3 separate regions of the Zea mays genome follow, and regions 1 and 3 are each linked to region 2. Evidence: chromatin contacts called from public Hi-C data. All regions are on one chromosome and are shown on one strand. The core of a region is the stretch at or near the end of the contact, and the rest is flanking DNA. Distances in the headings are between cores, read along the strand shown. Region 1 holds the start of LOC100217142. Region 2 holds the start of LOC100384722 (putative cytochrome P450 superfamily protein). Region 3 holds the start of LOC100276483 (putative protein kinase superfamily protein).

Evidence for each region. Hi-C and Micro-C count contacts between places; a contact is called where the count stands out from the background.
Region 1: a Hi-C map of ear shows a contact between it and region 2, with 1.9 times the contacts expected there. The contact joins the promoter of LOC100217142 here to the promoter of LOC100384722 in region 2. A contact is called at or near these places in 2 of 25 Hi-C or Micro-C datasets (ear and endosperm).
Region 3: a Hi-C map of ear shows a contact between it and region 2, with 1.8 times the contacts expected there. The contact joins the promoter of LOC100276483 here to the promoter of LOC100384722 in region 2.

Annotation. Positions count from the first base shown.
Region 1 is chr3:6,067,280-6,071,303 of Zm-B73-REFERENCE-NAM-5.0, forward strand. LOC100217142 reads right to left here and starts at 2,617. Exons shown (of 16, transcript NM_001359646.1): 1 at 2,392-2,617; 2 at 1,703-1,843; 3 at 1,459-1,554; 4 at 1,295-1,357; 5 at 957-1,034; 6 at 60-225. The coding sequence starts at 1,810.
Region 2 is chr3:5,527,537-5,532,058 of Zm-B73-REFERENCE-NAM-5.0, forward strand. It overlaps LOC100384722 (putative cytochrome P450 superfamily protein), which reads right to left and starts at 2,892. Exons shown (of 8, transcript NM_001177193.1): 1 at 2,542-2,892; 2 at 2,084-2,423; 3 at 1,070-1,219; 4 at 702-980; 5 at 1-7. The coding sequence starts at 2,798.
Region 3 is chr3:4,779,038-4,782,967 of Zm-B73-REFERENCE-NAM-5.0, forward strand. LOC100276483 (putative protein kinase superfamily protein) reads right to left here and starts at 1,982. Exons shown (of 4, transcript NM_001360695.1): 1 at 1,541-1,982; 2 at 1-46.

The sequences.
Region 1 (4,024 bases), core at 1,367-3,866, 540 kb after region 2:
AAAGACTGAAAGGTTGTTAAGGGAAACAGAAGATGACATATTTTTGTTATGGTACTCACCGCCATAGTATCGTTTTTTGAAGGAAGCTGAAAATCCAGTAATTTCCCCTTCATGACAGTTGTGCAGGTCAGGTCCATCAATTGATTTCTGTTGTTCTCCATGTTTCCTTGCCTTTCCAGATGCTCTGGCTATGTGATCATATCCTCTATGACTCGTGGTTTTCTCCTGCCATTTCAAGCATCTCAAGTCAGACAACGAAAAAAGGCCAATTTTATTTGGATGAAACCATGTTTTGTACGAAAAAAGGCCAATTCACTTCTTTTGTCTTGTCTATCCCACATTGCATTTTCATCTCATCGTGTTTTATGATTCACCTATTTGTATGAAATTGTGCTTCTGAGCCTAAGAACTCCCAATTATGTCAAAATGACCCAAGCGGCTCTAGGTTGGACGTTATTTGATGTTATAAACATCATCATCACTAGAGTACAGCCTCGCTTTCTTTTGGGGCAAACACATTTAAAATTTAAAGTTGGTGACATTTGACTGATTATTACTCTAATGTTATGTAGATAGTGTTATGATAATGGTTACTGTTGCATTCATATTTCAAAGTACTTTACTATGATCATGATTTTATTGTTGTGAACAACATATTATGACGAGAGAATGGTAAAAAAATGTTTAATGATAGCTTTGGAGAACTGCACCAAGCCAAGCAAGCTTAAATCATGAAACAAAGAGACTGTATGGCTATTCTTATTTAATATAAAATTGGCATGGATATGTTGGAACAATGATGATCAGGTGTGCTGATCTTCATTATAACGAGCTTAGCATCGTAGCTTCATATGGAACAAATGTTCACTTGATCAAATAATAAATGAAAGAAATTGAGGGTCATTCTGCATATCCAAAAAAATAGTAATTCGAACAAGTAACCGAGATAAGCTAACCGAAGCATTGTGATGACCAGTCACCAGCGCGATAAACCCCATGGCAGTAGCTTGATGTTCTGGAAGAGATAAGAAAGTCTACCAAAAGAAATGAAATGTGTCAATCTACAAGGATCATAAGGTGCAACATGGTATTCAAGCTGAACTGAAGCTTAGATACATTTATTTGCTATGAAGATATGGATTAAAACATGAACATCCAAATAAGTACTATCTCTGCAACATGTTATATGATCTTATATGAGCAACAAAAAACACTGTCTTAAGTGTGACAAGCCCATTAAACAGTGGATGCAGAGATGGTGCACTTCGGAAAGAGCTACAAAGTTCAGACTCACCCGATGTGCACTGTAAAGAGACCGCACCATGTCCGACGACTTACCGCCTATCGCTATGCTGATCTGCATAAGCAAATTCACCGGTCAAAGTTCACACAGCCATGACACCTTGACTGATATTTACAAATCATGGAAAAGAACAAAGGGAAACAAACAGTTAGAACCTTTTTCCAATCCTTCCCATGTTGACGGTAGGCTTCATAAAAGCGTGTAAGTTCATCCTTGCTCCATTTGGGATCTAAATCTGAAATTTTCCTCTTCTGCAAAATAAAAAATAGCTTGATGAATGAGAGAACTGAATACTAGAATGTCAATTTAGATGATATGATGTCATAATTACTGGTAGCTATCTACAGACCATCAACCATAATTTTTCATAGAGCTTCCAATAGAAATAAATATGCATACTTTCTGTTTAGCTTTGCTTGAACTAGATGGGTCATCATGCTGCTGTTGATCTTCATATCCTTTTACTATGGTCTTGTTAATTGTTCGAGAACCCTTTGCCGGGCCCATCAAACGGTGCTTGTTCAGAATCGACAAATATTGCTGCAAGCAAAAAAGAATGAAAGAACGTTAAGGCCGAAGTCAAAGAAACACTGGGCGACAAAATATATATAGATAAAACAAGAATGTCATTCACAAGTTCTGAAATTCCCGGCAGCCTTCGAAAAGTTTCGCATGCTTACTTTAGTCCAATCTAAGATGCAGTGAAAAGGATCGAAGTATTTTAAAGATAGTGGACGTGCAGCGTTTTTGTGCCACGGAGGCGCGAAGAGCGGCGGTAAACCCGCTGCTAGAGGGACGAGCGTCGCGGCGGCTTCGGGGTTCGGCAGGAGGAGAAAGGAGGAGAGGAGGAGGAGATCGAAACGGGCACCACCATGCTGGCGCACGGAAAAGGCCTTCGCGGGCAGCTGCGATCCAGGCCAGTGCGGCCTCGCGAGCAGCGAAGAGGCTTCTTCCGTGCCGCCAGCAGCCGCGCTTGACTCGATTCCACAACACCAGCGCAGAAAACCACAAGCAGACCACCGAAACCACATCGACGGAGATCACCCACCCCGCGGAATTCCAGAGCTAAGACTCGCACCGGAGCTCACCTGGTCGGATCTGGCCAAAATCGCGCGCACGAGGGCGCCTCTCGGACGCAAGAGCCGCTCCGGTGGCGCCACCGCGGAGACGCAACCACGCCCGCAGAGGCTTGGGGGCCGGCGGCGGGAAGCTGCTGTTCGGAGGCTGGTTCCCGCGTCGTGGATGGATCGGAGAGGACGGGAGCGGAAGAGATGGGGCGGCGAGTGCGGGCGGGGTGGCCGGTTTGCGTTTCTGCTGCACTACTGCGGCCGCGGCTTGGCGGGCGAGGGATATAAGAGAAAGAAAAGGGAAGAGGAAGACAGGAGGGGACGGGTTGGAGCAGGCTTGCGAAGGTGGGTGGGGCGCTGACAGGTGGGCCACACGCAAGTTCGGGCGTTTGAAAATTAGGGTCGGGGGAAGTAGTAATTCGGGAGAGGGACGCGGCGCAGCTTGGGCCTTGGGCTGTGTGTGGGTCTTGGGCCGCCGGTGGATGGGTCTGTGGCAGTCGAAAAAGCACGTGGCGAAGTCTGGCGATCGCTACCTTTGAACTGTTCGTTTGTGAGCTTTTTTTTAGCAGAAGCAAACGAAACGATAGTCTTCCTTAAATTTTAGGATAAAGTTAGTATCATTAAATTTACTATAGCATAAGTCTCGTAAAAATTTAATTGACACTATCAATGCTAACATATTTTTATGAGGTTTGACAGAATCAAAATTTACTTATGATATAAAAATAAAAAGGGAATATTTTGGCCATTTGGAATAGGGGTACTCTATATTTCTTGCGGCTCTTGTTGTGCATCCGTTCCAAATGACTATATAAAGTTTATCATTTTTAGGAGGAGACGGTGCCCTACCAAACTAGTCCTTGCGTTTTATATGAATAAATATTTTTTTGTGCAAAAACTCATTTGAAGATTATTTCTCACTCGTCATATAGAGAGCGGAACTAACTTTTGAAAGTATCGTTCAAGCTATAGAGAAGTTATTTGAGGATGAAGAAATATAAAAAAAATGTTTGTTTATTTATAATGGTTATTTAAATGAAAAAAATAGAGGGACGAGGTAAGAAAGATGTACTGTCATGGATCACTTAGCAAACTTTTTACATATGTTAATGTTAAAATAGATCTGGACTGGATCGACAAAATTGATGTAGAGTAGAGATAGTAGTGGGTACTCGCCAATCGAAACCTGATAGGGTTTTCTATATTAGGGCATGATTTAGATTAAATTCTTACCCATGAATTTGTTATTGGATTCGTAAAAATCTGATAGATACGTGTTTTTGCACTACCCGTCTTAAAACCTACATAACTTACAAATGTAATTCGTAATGTTATTAATTCAATTTGTTCCACTTGTAATAAAAGTTCAAAGTATATTTTGATCACTTGTTTCTTTTTATCATTATTTGTTGGTATATTGTTTGTCATTTACAAGATCAAGTATTTTCATGCTGATGTTAGTGGGTATGGAAACTTATTAGGTACCTAAAACTTGTATGGGTATGGGTTTAGGCAAAAATTCATACCTATCATGGATATGAATTTTTTAGTGGGCGTGTTTTTCTTTGTGGGGTATAGGTTTAGGCAAGAGATATCCAATGGGTTTCTACCCGGTTGCCATCTTTAATCTAGAGATCCCCAAACCAACATTGAT
Region 2 (4,522 bases), core at 1,642-4,141:
TCTCCTCCTGGCCATTGCAGTTCGTCGTTCAGTGAATCGTTGCAGCAAACGGCCACTGATGGTTAATTCTATCTCTAATTCCCCCCTCCCCCGGACCCTGAAGAGAAAGAAACCGAAACAGAGAGGGCACCCTTGTTCTCTAACAGTAAAGACGCGCGCAAGTACATGTAGATGTTTCATTGAGCCCATCGTTTCATTCACGTGGCGTCAAGTCTGACCAAGGTGGACAGAAAGTCTTCTTAGCAACGCTGGAATTTCATAGAAATAATATATGAATTTTACAAAAAAAAATGGTTAAATACACAGGAAAAACATAGGATTTAGAAAAAAAACCCTTCAATCCAAAAGAGCCCTAATTAGACCTAATTTTGTTTGTCCAGACCAGCTGATGGCGCCTGCATCTGCTGATGTTTAGGCGCACATCACCATCAAATGCGCTAGATGAGCAGATTAGCCTCGTCACCATACATACCAAAAACCAGCGCCAAAAGCAAGGTAACAAACAACTGGGTTAGGTGGCATGGCACAACGTCTAGTTTTGAAGTGACTAAATGCGCAGCAGTAGCATGGCTATTCTTATCTACCAGAAGATGGCACGGCACATCACGGCACGCCTCTTGTGCAGCCAGACGATGCGCACAAGACAGAGAGAGAGAGAGAGAGAGAGAGAGAGAGAGAGAGAGAGAGAGATGCGCACTGACCTCAAGTTGTTGCAGAGCAAGCGGGCACTCGCTGAGATACTTGACGGCGAGCGTGATGAGCACGGGCACAGAGTCCTCGGCGGGGATCATCAGGTCGATCATGTTGTCGGATATGAGCTCGTCGGTGAGCTCGTCGCCGCCGCTTATGAGCACGTCGATGACGTCGCGCGGGGGACCGGCCTCGCCCTCGCCCTCTCCGCCATCCTCAAGGGCGGCCCTCCGCCGCCGCCTCTTCTCCTGTATGATCCCCTGTATCAGCGTGGCCATCCTCTTCTTGGCCTGGCAAAGTGGCAACAGATCCATTCAGCGCAGTGCAGGGGCAGCGAGCATGCAGCGCGTAGAGGCTCTGTAGTGTACTCCTCCTATACCTGGAGGGACCTGTAGAGCCTAGTCCCCGGCAGCTTGATGGGGAGGGACATGAGGCCGACAATGAATTCCTGGAACTGGTGCTTGAGCTGCTGCATCTCCGGGCCTGCCTCCAGCCCGATCAGACCCCTCACCAGGATCTCGAACACGATCTGCTGGCCACACCAGAATTCATTCATTACTCACTGCGTACTGCATGCACAGTGATACACAAATAACATTTCCCTCAAATGTTTTGATATCTCTCTGTCTGCCTGTCTGTCTGCGAGCCAAGCCATCACGAGCAGCCTGAGCCTCTCTAGCTCTTCCTACTGTCCTGGGCGAGCGCTTTGTTTGACAGCACAAGTGCAAGAAAGGATCCGAGTGGTCTCAACTGTACTAGGCTGCAGCTGCCAAGCACATTTTTTTTATTTCTGTGTGTGTGTGTGCGCGCGCGCGCGTGTGTTGGGGTGGCACCGGGGGTGTCGTCCAATGTCCACCTCCCACCGGGGCAGAGGCAACCGGGCATGTAATGAAGGCGCGCGCGTGGGGAATTGAATGGGGGAGAGGGTCACAGGAGAGAAGAAGAGCAGGTGGGCAGCAGCAGTGTGCAGTTCGCCCCAACTTCCCCCAATCCCATTCATTCATCTTTCTTTTTCTTCATTGAAAGATAGTAGTACAGTACTACCATACGGTCCATACCATACCATACCACCACACCGGCACACCCGCACGTACAGTACAGTCACACGGACGGACGCATGGAGACCAATAGTGTGTGGAGTGGAGCATGGCAACATGGCAAATTGGCATGGTGGAGTCTGGAGAGGAGAGCGACGGGGCCGCCGCCCCCACCCCCACCCCTCGGATAGCGGCTTCCATGTGGTGACACGGCAGCGCACGTGTGCACACCGGCCGCGCCCTTGGTCCGCGCGCCACCATGCCAACGCCTTGTAGGATGGCCTGAATGAAGCATGACGCTGTGCGGGTGCGGGCTGCAGAGAGGAGAGGAGTAGAGCGGCGTACGTAGTACGTACCGTCTTGGCGTGGTCCTGGATGCGGAGCGGCGGCGCGGAGGCGCACCGAACCTTCCAGGCGGCGAGCGCGGGCGCGAGGCGGCGCTGCATGTCGGCGGTGACCTGCGCCTTGAGCTGCGGCGACTTGAAGAAGGCGCCGACGAGGCCGTGCACGCGCCGCTGCAGGCTGCCGTTGATGAGCAGGATGGAGGACTCGCCCATGAGCTCCGTCAGCGACCGCGGGTACCAGGGCACGAAGGCGCGCGCGTCGCTGTGCAGCACGAACCGGCTCACCTCCGCGTCCGACGTCACCACCGTCGCCGAGCCGAACAGGTGCGACCGGAACACCGCGCTCCCGTGCCTGCGCGCCAAACCCACCGGTCATGCGGCGCCATGCCACGACGCACGTGCGTACGGTACGTGCAGCAAGCGAGCAAGTGCCCTGTGTGTGTGTGATTGTGTGACGACTGACGACTTACAGCAGGCGGCGCTTGTCGACGAAGGCCTCCGGGCGGGAGGAGTAGGCGCAGGACACGAAGTCCAGCGTCTCGCCCACCAGCGGCCACCCGAAGCTGCCGGGCGGGAGCCGGGCCGCCCGCTCCTTGTCCTTGCTCCCTCCGGCGGCCCGCCTGCGTGACAGAAGCACCCACAGGCAGACGACCGCCGCAACAAGCAGCACGGCGGCGCGCGCCGGCTCCGGCGGCCACGGAACCAGCTGCAGGGTGGTGGTCGACATGGCTGGCTCTGTCTCTGTTTCTGTCCCTGTGCGCGTTTGCACCCACCGAGGCGCGCGAGCAGTGAGCGAGTTATATGGAAGCAGAGGCTGCGCGAGGACGAGGACGAGGGTCGGAGGAGAGGCACCGCAGACGCCACTTATATGTAGCGTGGTCGTGGCGTCAATGGAAGCATGGAATCGAATCGGCAAGTGCAGAAAGTACACTACATACTACAGGCGAGGAGAGAGGGAGAGACGACAGGCACAGCCGCACAGAGTAGAGAAGTGGTGGAGAGCCGGATTTAATAATTTTCAAAAGATATATTAATTATATAATGTACATACATTATCCTATACTGTACTAATATAATATATATAATAAGAATTCATTTCAAATTGGTGGTAGCAGGAGGACGGATACTGCTTAGTACTTATTTTCTTTCCCCGACACATGGACAGGAATTTTAAAAATGAGTTATGTATAGTCCCGACGCCTAGTTGATTGTGTGTCGTGGCAGGGGCAGCCGGTCACCGTTGTTTTGTGGATGAGGGGAGTGAGGTGAGACCGTGAGAGTGACATTGTGACAGTGATGGCCGGTGCTTACTGCTCTGCTCAGCTCAAGTGCCCAACCCCCTAGTGCGACTGCACGAGAGCGAGCCCACACCCATAAAAAAAGGGTCAATTAGAAACATGACACTTAACTTTTTCAAAATTAAATAGCTTGGCATCCAAATAAACTAGCTATCGAATTTTGTAAAAGTTGAGTAATATGTATATAATTATTTCTATAAAAAAAAGGGGCCATCACAAGGACGCCTCTCTTCTTTATTTGATGATCATGACATTGACCAATGCTGGAAAATTTCATAGAAACAGTACTGCCACGGTATCCATGTCCTCACGAGGGCGTACTTGGAAGCAAATGATTTGAATAGTAAGTAATTCTAGCCCCTTAATCTCCTTCAATTCTCTTGCTTCAAAACAAGTCACGGATGGATATTGGTATTTGAAAACTGAAAAGTGTTCGAGAAAAGGAGGTGAAATTCACGAATACTACTACTAGCTGACTAATGGAGGTGTGTGTGTGTGTGTGTGTGTTTTTTTTTTTTTTTTTGAAAGAGGGACGCCTCGGATGTCGGATAGTGGTGGTCAATCCAGTGCGGTGCGGTGCAGGGATGGGGAATTTTGTCGCCGGGACATGAGACCAACAACAGCAGCAGCTCCTTGAATAGAGTGATGGAGCCTGGGCTAAGCTGTGCTGTGCAGCCTGTAGGAGTACATCAGCCACCAAAAAAAAAGATTCCCGAGTGGTGAGCACTGTACGTACGTGCTCGACTGCTCGTAGTCAAGCGTGGTAGCTCTCCTAGCTAGTCCCTAGACGGCAAAGGAGTACGCACAGAGCTAGGCCTCCCTCAGTGGCAGCAGCCCCCCTTACACGTACTACAGCGCCAGTACGTACTACGTAGTACTATACGTACGACAAATCTGCGCGCACGTTCGGTCTTGAGAAGTCTCGCGGATGCAGCCAGGGCCTATCCCTCCCGATCGGTCCCTTTTCTTCTCGTTTCAATTTCTCTTCCTTCTTTTGTTTAGCAACGAATAAAGATAAACACCGGATGAGAACACTGATCTCTCTCTCTCTCTGGACCTAAAATACTCCATGCCGAAGCCATCACATACAGCTCCATGCCGAAGCCGAAAGCCCGAAACGAAGGAATGATGCGCAGTCATCATCATGGGGTAG
Region 3 (3,930 bases), core at 732-3,231, 750 kb before region 2:
GCTTGGTAGTGGATCCAGTAGTCAGGTACAGGGCTTCCCAAGAATCCTAAAATAGAGCAACAATGGAGGCGAAATTGTAAACATAACAGGCTGCGCAACGGCTAACTATTATATTGGCAATTATTGCACTAGAAAAAGGGCTAGTTCAACTTCAACCATAGCAAGTAGTGACCGAAACACGATTGAAATAATAGACACCACCAGCAATTCAAAATTGAGGGCCTTTGACTCTTTCCAATGTCATCGGGGTGGGGGAGCAAAAAAAAACAGGTGTGAAACGGGGGGTGCAGACGCGCGGCTTTTGACAAATATATACGCGTTTAACCATGAGAAGCTGCAACAGTATGAGGATGACCGGACCAAGCACGGCGACGTCCGAGACACTGTCTGCGATTTGACCAATCGCCCCCCACTGCGTACGAAGATGAAAGATCTATCGCTGCCAAGTTTGTCCGTGACTTCTCAGGGGACGCCGCATCAAACAGGGAGCAATTTTAGCAGTAAGGGCATGTACAACCCAGATACTGCTGCACGGTACTCCAAGTACAAGATACAACTAAAACACAACATAATACAGTGGTCATGTCTAAAACATGTGTCTTACGATATTCATTGTACCAATCAGAGCATTCAATAAATTAAAGTGACCAATCAGCTAGTCTCCTGTCTCGAACATAGAGCTAAGACACTGTGTCTTCGTCAAGATACATGTCTTGAGTTTTTTTACATTCACCCCCCTAGACACGCTGTAAGACACAACTTAAAACACCCACTGTACATGCCCTAAATGGTCGAGAAGAACACGAATGCACGAACAAAGAACATCTCCTCATCTTATCCAAAAAGTCGCATCCAATCAAGACGATCGCGGCTTTTATATTCTTTCCATAAGGGAAAGGAAAGAAAAAAGTGAGAAGGGTTGCGGCTTCTCCACAAGCCTGCCAGCCTGCCTGAGACACGTCTCACCTCAAATGTAAAATCGACGGGCAAATCGAAAACATTTCGATCGAATCGAACGAGAAGAGGGGGGGAAAGGTAATACTTGCGCCGATCGAAAGCACGAACCAAACGCAAACCTCGAACGGAGCTGCGCACAAATGGCATGGGGAAAAGCGAGGAGGAGTGCGAACGCGATTGCCGCCCAAAGGAAAACCGATCCGGAGCACAGAGGCGGAAACTTTGACGACGGCCAAGCAAGCAACAACGAGGTCGCGACGCCAAGGTGCGATGGATCGTCGTCCAAGGGACTACTTGCCTTCCTTTTGAGGAGAGAAGCGGATCGACCAAAACCCCAGCCCTGAAGAACTAAGCTGGTACGTCGCAGAGTACTGAAACACCTGGAGCGGTTCGGGAAGACCGATGAACCCCCACCCCCATGCCAAAAGAAGAAGAAGAAGAAGAAAAATCCTGCGCGCTGGCGCCAGAGAGAGAGAGAGAGAGAGAGAGAGAGAGAGAGAGAGAGAGAGAGAGAGAGAGAGAGAGAGAGAGAGAGAGAGAGAGAGAGAGAGAGAGAGAGAGGTCAGAGCTGCGAGAAACTAACATTTGCGGCAGGCCGGTGTTGCGCGCGGAGAAGCGGATCAGAATGCCGGGCTCCCGCCGCCGCTCTTCCCGCTCCCCGCTCCAGGTAGGCGGGCAGAGGAGGAGAAGCGGATCGAGGCCGAGGAGGAGGAGCCTGGCCAGCCAGCTAGCCAGCCAGAGCCCAGGGGGTGTATCAATAGCGCATTGAGGGCGCGCACCAGAAAAAAGGGCCCGTGCGTGGTAGTGCCGCGCACCCGGTAAACGCGGCCCCGTGCCGGTGGGGGTGGTGGTGGGATACGGTAGTACGCCGCTCCCCCCGCACCGCCGTACGGGCTGCCTGCCGCCTGCCGCTCCCCTTTGTTCTCTCTCTCTCTATCTCTTCCACCGATCTGTATAACGGACGCAAAGTTTAGAATGTAGCGAAGCGCGGCGGGGGAGGGGGAGGGGGCGTATCGTAGACGTATGCGAATCGGAAGAAGACGACGAGGAGGAGATTACGGCAGCAAAGCAAAGGGCGGCGCAGGCTGCAGAAATCAGAATTCGAGAGCGCCGCGGGTTTCCTTTCTTCTCTTGCTGGGCCCGCCTGCGCAAATACGGAAGCGCAGGCAGGCGAGGGCATTGGTGTGTAAATACAGAGAATTTGAAGGGTGCGACGTGCGGTGAGATTCCAGAGTCAATGGCCGAGTGGAATGGGAAGCTGGCTGGCTGCTGTGTTTCTGTTGTGGAGTGGAGAGTGTGTGTGTGTGTGTGGGGGGGGGGGGGGGAGGGACTGCAGAATGCCAAGCTTTTCATCACGATCACAGGAGAGGTGGAAAAAAGTTTCTTTTGGTTCTCCTGACCTCTCCTTTTCCACATTCTTTACGCTTATTATTGCCGCTGCTTAGCTTAGGTAGGGATCCACCATGGCTAGGATTTATGTTGTTGTCCCTTCTCACGCTTTGTACTAATAATGCATTTTCTTTTTAATCCGCTCGAGCATCTTTTGTTCTGGTTGGGGTTTTCTTTGGAAACTGAAACCATTGGATTTCTCCTCCTCCTCCTCCTCCCAAAAATACACATATTTTTGTGGCCTGTTCGGTAGGGGTCCTGTTAAAAGCAAGTTTTTTTTTGTTTTGTTTTTGTCTCTGTGTGTGTAGGGAGTGATTCTGCCTGACAGTCACATGATCCTTAATTAATTGCTCAATCATACGATGTCCTCTAATCAGTTGCTCAACCATAGTACAGTAGTACGATGCTTTGTTTTAGGGATCCCCAAAACTGTTGGGGCTCGGAGCTCAGCAGCCTGGCCAGACTCTTATCCAGAGAGATTCGTGCTTCATCGTTCATACACACACACACCTCAAGCCCTCAAGGTTCATGCCACTCGAGATCCCAGCTCCTCCGTTTGACTTTGGCTTTTCCCTTACCATCTCACCTCGCCGAGAGCCGTTCTTCTATGGCCCCTGTCTCGCCTCAAATGGCCGTCAACTAGTCTGCAGTGCAGGCTGTGCCAAAAAGACGACTGATGGATCTTGACAGTTCCAGAATACGTGACCCGCCAAAACAAACACAGATTATTATTAATGAAACTTCAAAGTTTAAACCCTCCGTGTGCTAACAACTATGAGGAAATGTGGACCGATCTAGGGCTTCGAGACGTCGTGGCCCAGCCCAACAAACTCCGTTTGGGTAGGACAATATATATATATATATATATATATAGTCCTCTCTTTTATTCTACCCTGAATTATTAAATTAGCGATTTTAGACTCATCTCGCCCTATCGTTTAGCGAGACGAATTAAATCTCGAATAGTAGTAAGGGATTCTAGACCCCACCCAATGTTCACTTCGTTACGCTTTGCTCCTAAACAAGCCAGTTCACCCCACTGCTATTGTACACATGACTTCTAGACAGAGCCACTCTACATGTGTGTCTTAGTCTTGAAAAAACAACGGTTTCTACGTCGACCGCCTCTAGGAAATCTTTTAGAAGTTCATAAATCGACTAAAAAAACAGCAATCTCTCCTAAACGTAGCCAGTAGCCACCACGTGAGGCCGCGAGAATTCAACCTTACGACCTCAGATCCCGCACGTTGCTTTCGTACAACCACGTGAACAAATCTTAAATAACAGAGTTTAAACTAAAACGTTTGTTTTCAGATCTCTCTGCCTTATAAAGTTTAGTTGGCCTTTTTTTTTTCTTCCTGTTATTAAAAGAATTTTACAAGTAACGTCAAGAGAGTGCGCATAGAACACGTTGACATCCGGTAAGTCTTCAGGACTGGCCCAATATTCTTCTCTGCTAATGGTGGGCCATGGTATGCTTCTTGTTCTGTTGGATACGCAGGCCCGGCCCAGAACTCGTTGATTGGCTGGTGCTGACAGCTGCCTCCTGCTCAACTGTTAGGTGTACGAGGGCTATACTCTCTC